2 separate regions of the Oryctolagus cuniculus genome follow, and region 2 is linked to region 1. A link is a contact called in public Micro-C data. All regions are on one chromosome and are shown on one strand. Each heading gives the region's core, a stretch centred on a gene start, on an enhancer-like site or on the middle of the called end of the contact. The rest is flanking DNA. Distances are from core to core; before and after follow the strand shown. Region 1 has its middle 22 kb from the start of KCNE2. Region 2 overlaps MRPS6 (mitochondrial ribosomal protein S6).

Region 1 (3,158 bases), core at 450-2,949:
AAAGTGCTGCCCCTCAATGCAGGGCACGAGGACTTAGCACAGCACCCAGCCTGTGGTGCCAGCCAATAAGAAGGGCGCTTCATGCAGACTGGGAGGAGTCGGCCTCCAGGAAGTGGAAGCGTGAACAGTGAATAGGGTGAGGCAGGGCATGCAGATGGGGCAGTAGCACAGCCGGGGCAGGAGGGGAAACAGCTAAGACCCTCAAGGCACCGTGGGTCCTTCCAACAGCTGAGCAGCCCCAGGAGCCAGGAGCAGCACAGAGAGCTGGGGGAGGTCCAGCAGGGTTTGAGCTGCAGCAGGTGCAAGGCGGAAGTCCTAACGTTGCTTGCTTCCTAAGGATGCAGGGAGATGACGGAGTGACTCGGGCATTGATAGGGTGTGGGTGTGATCTGTTCCCCCGAGGGTTCGTGTGTTGGAAGCCTGGTCCCAAGTGTGGCCATGGAGAGGTGGAGGGAGCCTCATTGGCAGGGCCTAGCAGGTGGTCATTACGGGTCCCTCCCTGGCTTCCTGCCTAGAGGTGTGATCTGCCCCTCTCCCGTGTGTTCCCAGCCCTCTGGTGCCACCAGCCACAAAGCCCTCACAGAGCCCAGACGGTGCTGGTGCCAGGCCATCCAGGAGCCAGAACTGTGCGTTAAATAAACCTCTTTCCTTCACACAAGTTCCCCCGTCTCGGGTGTTTGTATAGTGACGGAAAGTGGACTAATGCAGGCGTCCCCAGTTTGGGGCCCAGCACCCCAGCTCCTGTTCCTGGTCCCTGGAAGCGGTGTTGCAGTGACTCAGAAGGCTGAGCCACAGAAGAAGGTGCCAGGGCCAGTCCCTGACACCCGGGTCGTAGGTGACCAAGAGCGGAGTGGACGGGACGACAGATGAGCAGCCGTGCTGCCCAGATGAGGGAGTTACGACTTCCTCCAGATGGAGACCAGTGGGAGACTGTCTGGCGAGGAAATGCCGTTGGAGCTGCATCTTCCGCATGAGTTTTCTTGGAGAAAGGCCACGACAGTCATGAGGCCAGGGGGGTGGAGGTGTCAAGGCCATGGTGAGCTGGGGACCAGGGTTCAGAGGGAAGGTTTCCCTGGGCGGCACATCTCCCGACCCTACAGCATCCGAGCCTCCTTATTGACCCAGACAGTGGGTGGCTGATGGGAACCATCTGTTGGAACGAGGCTTCTTCAAGGGGTGCAGTAGGAGGCCTTGTTCCAAACGCAGCTGAGAACGGAGCAGGCCGGTTGGGACTCCCTACTGCCCCCAGGTGGACGGGGGCGGGGCAGCTGCTCGCTGGACAGCAGAGGCAGGATGCGGAGATGTGACTTCTTTCAGCTCTCCCGCGCCCCCTGGATGTGCCCATCCTGGGAGATTTCTGAGCAGAAAACTGGTCTTGAGAGCTTTTGCTACCTGCCCAGGGTCCCAGAGGGCGCCATGCCCTGCTCTCTCCTCTCCGGCCTCAGCTGCAACAAATGTCTCCAGTAGCCACCTTAATCACACGGGGCAAGCATCTATTTTCGTTACATAAACAGAGTTGTCTACATTTGGATTCCGGGGCTGGCTGCAGGAATTCGTAAACAGCGTGGTGTACGTGTTTCACAGAGAGCTGCCAGGACAGGCTCCCTGCCCCCTGCCAGTTGTCCAGTTTTCCCTTTTATAGGGAGTCTGCCTGGGACCGAGAGAGAGAACTTATTAGGGAATGAAGGGCCATCTCCCAGGCACATTCCTCTCCCTGACCCCAGTCGCTTCCACCTCCTCGCCCTCGAGTTCAAGGTCTGGGCCAAGCTGAGATGGCCCCTGAGTGGTGGATCCCTCCTCACTTCCACTTTCTCATAAACACGAATGTCAACCTCAAGGCTAACAGCCGTGGGCAGAGCTGGACTCCCAGAAAGGTACCAGGCAGTTCTGAAGCTGGAGGCAGATTCCAACCACCCTTGGCCACTGCTGACCCTCTCCGAGCCGAGCCTGTCTGTGACGTCACGACGTCATGTGGCGTCTCCTGTCTCCTCCCTCCCAGGAGCCTCCCCGAGCTCCAAGCAGGGGCCCACAAGCTCCCGAGAGCGATGACTGGGGCAGCTCCGAGGAGAACAGGGGCATTCATTTCTAGTCCCCTTTCCTTTAATAGCCATGAATGAAGCAACTATTTGAATTGGGGTCTGTGTTCAGCTCCGAAGGCCTTAGAGGTTGTAAAACACAAATCGCTGGTGTCAGAAGCTGCACTGAAAGGGGGAAATGGTGAGAGTCACTTCAGCGGCTTCGGGATGGCAGAGGGAGCTGCTTCACTGAGCACAGGGACTTCAATAGGTTCATGGAAAAATGAAATCCAGAGATAAGTTTATGTTGGTGCAAAAAAAAGTTCATAAATCCACACATACTTCTTCCATGATATGCTTTTCCTGTGAACTTGATGGAGTTCCTTCTATATGCTCACCAAATGGACGACTGGATGGTCTGTGACTGAGTGTGGAGCCTGTTGTAGCGGCTGCAGCTGAATCTCAACCTTAAATTTAGTGCAGGTTCACTGAAGTTTTCTGAAACGTCGAGCCAAGATTACAGGTCACCCCCCCCCCCCCCCGCCGCCCTTTGCCTGGGACTAAGGGAGTTCCCAGGACACAGCACAGAAAAGTTCCCACACAAACCAGAACGACTTGGTCACCCTACTCGAAATGCAAAGAAAATAGAAATAAGACGCAGCGAAGTTCCTGTATAGAAAATATCCAAGTTGGGAAAAAAGAGAGGATGTTGGGCACACAGCACACATGAAGCTTGTGTGCTTCTCCTGCCGTATTTTAGCATCAGAGACTGAAGAAGCAGGAAGGCGTCTGCCCATGAGGAAAGAAACGGGGCACGAATAGGTTATGAGAAAGTGGGCACCGACGAGCAAAAACAAGAGGGTCTCGGTTCTTCAAACAAACTCAATGTTAAACAAAGCTACTGATATGTCTCTACTTCCTCTGCACATAGAAATGCAGGCCTCTTAATCCCTCAAAATGCATAAGAGCTTGGAACACTTATCTCTTTTGCAGGAGCAAACCTGTGTTCAGAAAAGCTGAAGTTAGACTAAGCAGTTTCAAACAGCTGGTGGAAGTTTCCGGATCACAGCGAGATGTTCTGTGTCTGTGTGCTGTCAAGCGTATCCCTTTTAGAAGGATGTGCAGATGCTAACAGCGATTGCT
Region 2 (3,158 bases), core at 172-2,671, 220 kb before region 1:
GGTGTCTGTCATGGTTACCTCCCAGCATATTGAGTGGCCGCCTCTACTTTTCATTCTCCCATCCTCCCCTAGAGCGCCCCCCTGCTGCACACGTGCCTGCAGAGGTTGAAAGAGTGGGTCCAGAGCGCTCGGGGAGGAGAGACCTGCTGTAGGGTTAACCAGCAGGTCTTCTCAGAGGCATAGGGTAGACTTTGGAAGCAGTTCTTGGTGTTTATTATTATGTCAAGTCTATTACCAGTTAATGCCAAAGATAAAAATATAGGTATTCTATCCCAAATACTAATTTGGTCAGTCTCCACTCTAGAAGCTGGTTAGGTTCCAGAAATTTGTGTGTAAGCCTGTTGTTTATAACTGAGAACCTACTTTCCTGTTGGAACAACTTGACGGTTGGTTCCCAGACCGGCCCACAGAAATGTACTTAAGGCATGATCCCTGACGGTCAGTAGGATTGGACGAGCATCTGTGTTCAGTAAAGGACCTCTTGAAACTTAAAAATACTCTTCTGTGCTCCGCCTGGCAGCAGGGCACGACCTGGATCTGGGCACCCTCAGCAGGGGTGGGGCCGACATCTCAGACACCTGTCTGTGACTTTATCAGCACTGTTCTCCCAGAGAGAATCCTGCTCAGGTTCCTTGTTTCCCAGGTGATGTGAGTTTAGGAGCAGAAAGGAGTTGACTAGATTCCTCCAATACTGTTAATCTGCTGGCCTGGGGGTTCTGGTCTCTTGGACCCGCGTTCCCGATGGGGGCTTCCAGGCAGTGTCTGGAAACAATTGGCGCATGTCCCAGGCTGGGCACTCAGAGGGCCTGGGAATCACTCCTGGCCCTGGATGTGGGTTCGTCTCTTTCAGGCCCCTTTGATGATGTCCCTGTCTTGATGCCCTTGTCAGCTCTGTGGGAAAGGCAGAGCGGGAGTGGAAAATTCTTCCCGTATCCCTGGCGTCTGAGAGGGGAGGCTGTCCCAGGTGCAGGAGGGAGCAGAGGAAGTAGATGCTCATTTAGGCCCTTGCTGGAAAGGGGGAGACCCTGTACTGTAGGCTCAGAAGCCCCACAGCCTCTGACTCCGTTGCTGCACGCAGCCTAAGGCTCTGTTTCCACTAGATGGGGCTGGACCGAGAGTGCGTTCTGGTGCGAGAGGGAGCTGCAGGAGAAGCTGCTCCGTGGCCTGCCCAGTGTGTGGGGCTTGGCTTGTTGAAAGGCTGCCTCCGACTGCTCTTGCCTCTGGTCTCACCAGGTCTGATTCACTGCAGTGAGCCCGGGCTGCCATCTGCACGCCCGCGCGTAAGCACTCACAAGGAGACCAGGGGTTCTTCTGCCCCTTCGGCCCCTTCTGCCCCGGTCTCTCCTGCTTTAAAATTTGGATAGGGGTCAGCAGCAAAGACTTGCTGGCCTACATATAAGATGCCCTCTATTTACGGGTAAGCAGAATGATAAAAATAACTGGCTCAGTGGAATTTTACTGCCCTGCGCCCCGAGTGTCTGCAGCCTGCTCCGAGAGCCCTGGCACCCTCTCTGGAGGAGGCCGATCCGCCGGCTTTCCTGCCAGCCCACAGGGGGGGCTTTGGTGGGTTTCAAGGAGGCTGCTGTGGCCTTGGGAGTGTCTTTGTAGTGGCAGGGCCCCTGCAGCAGGTTCCGAGTGCGTTAGAATGTACGAGACCCCACAGACAGCAAAAGAAATGGGGCTTCCCGTACAGGGGGGCCTCAGTTTCAAGGTGCTAATTCATCGCCTCAGCAAAGCCGGGATCTGGCGAGGTTTATCCGAGACAGTCTAGGAACTGGCGTCGCGCAGCTCTGTCTCCTGTCTTCTTAAACGCTCCAAGATGCTCCCTGGCTGCGCAGGCCTCCCCTCCCCCTCCCACCCCCACCTACCGGGAGCCACTGAAAGCTTCAGTGGAAATTTCCACTTGTCTGCTAGGGGGAAGGGGGAGGGTGCCTGAGAGAGAGACAAAGAATAGAACTCAAATCCAAGCAAGCTCCCGGCGTGGAAAGCCTGTAAACACAGGGTTAAGACGAGAGTGAAATACAAAAAGCAACATGAGCTTTACATCCTAGGGCCGCTGCGTCTCCTCTCTGCACGCCTGGGGGGCAGGCGGCCGTGGAGGCTGGCAGTCCAGGCAGTCCGCGCGCCCCGCGTGTGCCGGGTGAGAGGTGGTGGTAGGGCAGGACCCACAGGGGCAGGAGTGGCACGGGCGGTCCTGGGGCTTTTCGAATCTCCAGGAGGTTTCCATCATTGGGGTGCTGCACTTTGTCGTGTGAGAGGAGCACAAGGAAGTGTGGGGGACAGGTTCTGCTAGGAAGGAGCCCGCCATTCCTCCAGCTCTCCAACCCTGTGTGCCGTCGGAACACCTTTGTGTGCTGAACCTTTGCTGGCACCGCCCGGCCTTCTCTCTCAGCCTCAGTCATCTCCTTTAATGTCTGCAGGGCTGGTGCACATGAAAGTTACACACTTGTCGAGAAAAGACAGGCTCTCGGGTAGGGCTGCTGTGAGCCCTGTAGGTGAAGGGATTCTCTGATCAGAGCGAGCCTCTCAGTGTAGACACCGCTGGGCTTTGTGGTCGAGGCAGTGGTGACGCCCTCATCCACGCTGGGGGCCTGGAGCGCGTGGTTGAAGGTCCTGGAAGTGCGGTGAATAATCAGATACCAGGTAACTGAGCTGGGCCTCGCCCAGGGGACCCGTCTACCCATTGGTTCCATCGCTGAGGAGAGCGGGGAGCTGCGACTTGGAGAACTTGGTTTGTTTGCTCTTTCTCACTAGACTGTCAGCCCTGGGGTATGTCTGCACTCAGTGCCGTCGAATTCTGAGCCGTTCTAACTTGAGTGAGTTCATGGTGAGGGTGGAGATAAAGAGTCCACGTGTGTGGGAACTTCAGGTCTTGGGTTTTGATCCTGCCCTGCGTGGTGAGGACAGGAAGCAGCACTGCTCCCACGGCGTGGCTGTGGTGCCCTCTCTGTCCTCTCTGCCTCAGGACCAGCAGGAAGGTAGAGCGAAGGGCTCTCCAATTCCCGCAGGGACTCCGAGCGCCTCTCTGGCTCCTTCCTTGGGCTGTAGGCAGTGCGTGTGTGGAGTCCAAGCCCTTGTTCCTGTTTAAGGCGTCTCCTGGTCCTGTGCACGCCCTAGGAGATGGAGCACTACAGCATCAGAAGCTGCCCACACCCACG

Evidence for each region. A called contact is a pair of places that touch in the nucleus more often than the background predicts.
Region 2: a contact with region 1 is called in a Micro-C map of ear pinna, with 5 times the contacts expected there. The contact joins two enhancer-like sites. A contact is called at or near these places in 2 of 6 Hi-C or Micro-C datasets (ear pinna and an unstated tissue).

What each region holds. Positions count from the first base shown.
Region 1 is chr4:10,686,287-10,689,444 of mOryCun1.1, reverse strand. No RefSeq gene overlaps it. Among named protein-coding and RNA genes, the nearest start is that of KCNE2, 22 kb to the right of the region's middle. Within about 2 kb of position 1,699, at least 1 of the 8 cell types and tissues checked has an H3K27ac peak or open chromatin away from gene starts, as enhancers often do. A contact at or near this core is called in ear pinna, where this site is marked.
Region 2 is chr4:10,902,299-10,905,456 of mOryCun1.1, reverse strand. All of the region lies in intron 2 of MRPS6 (mitochondrial ribosomal protein S6), which reads left to right. Among named protein-coding and RNA genes, the nearest start is that of SLC5A3, 34 kb to the left of the region's middle. Within about 2 kb of position 1,421, at least 2 of the 8 cell types and tissues checked have an H3K27ac peak or open chromatin away from gene starts, as enhancers often do. A contact at or near this core is called in ear pinna, where this site is marked.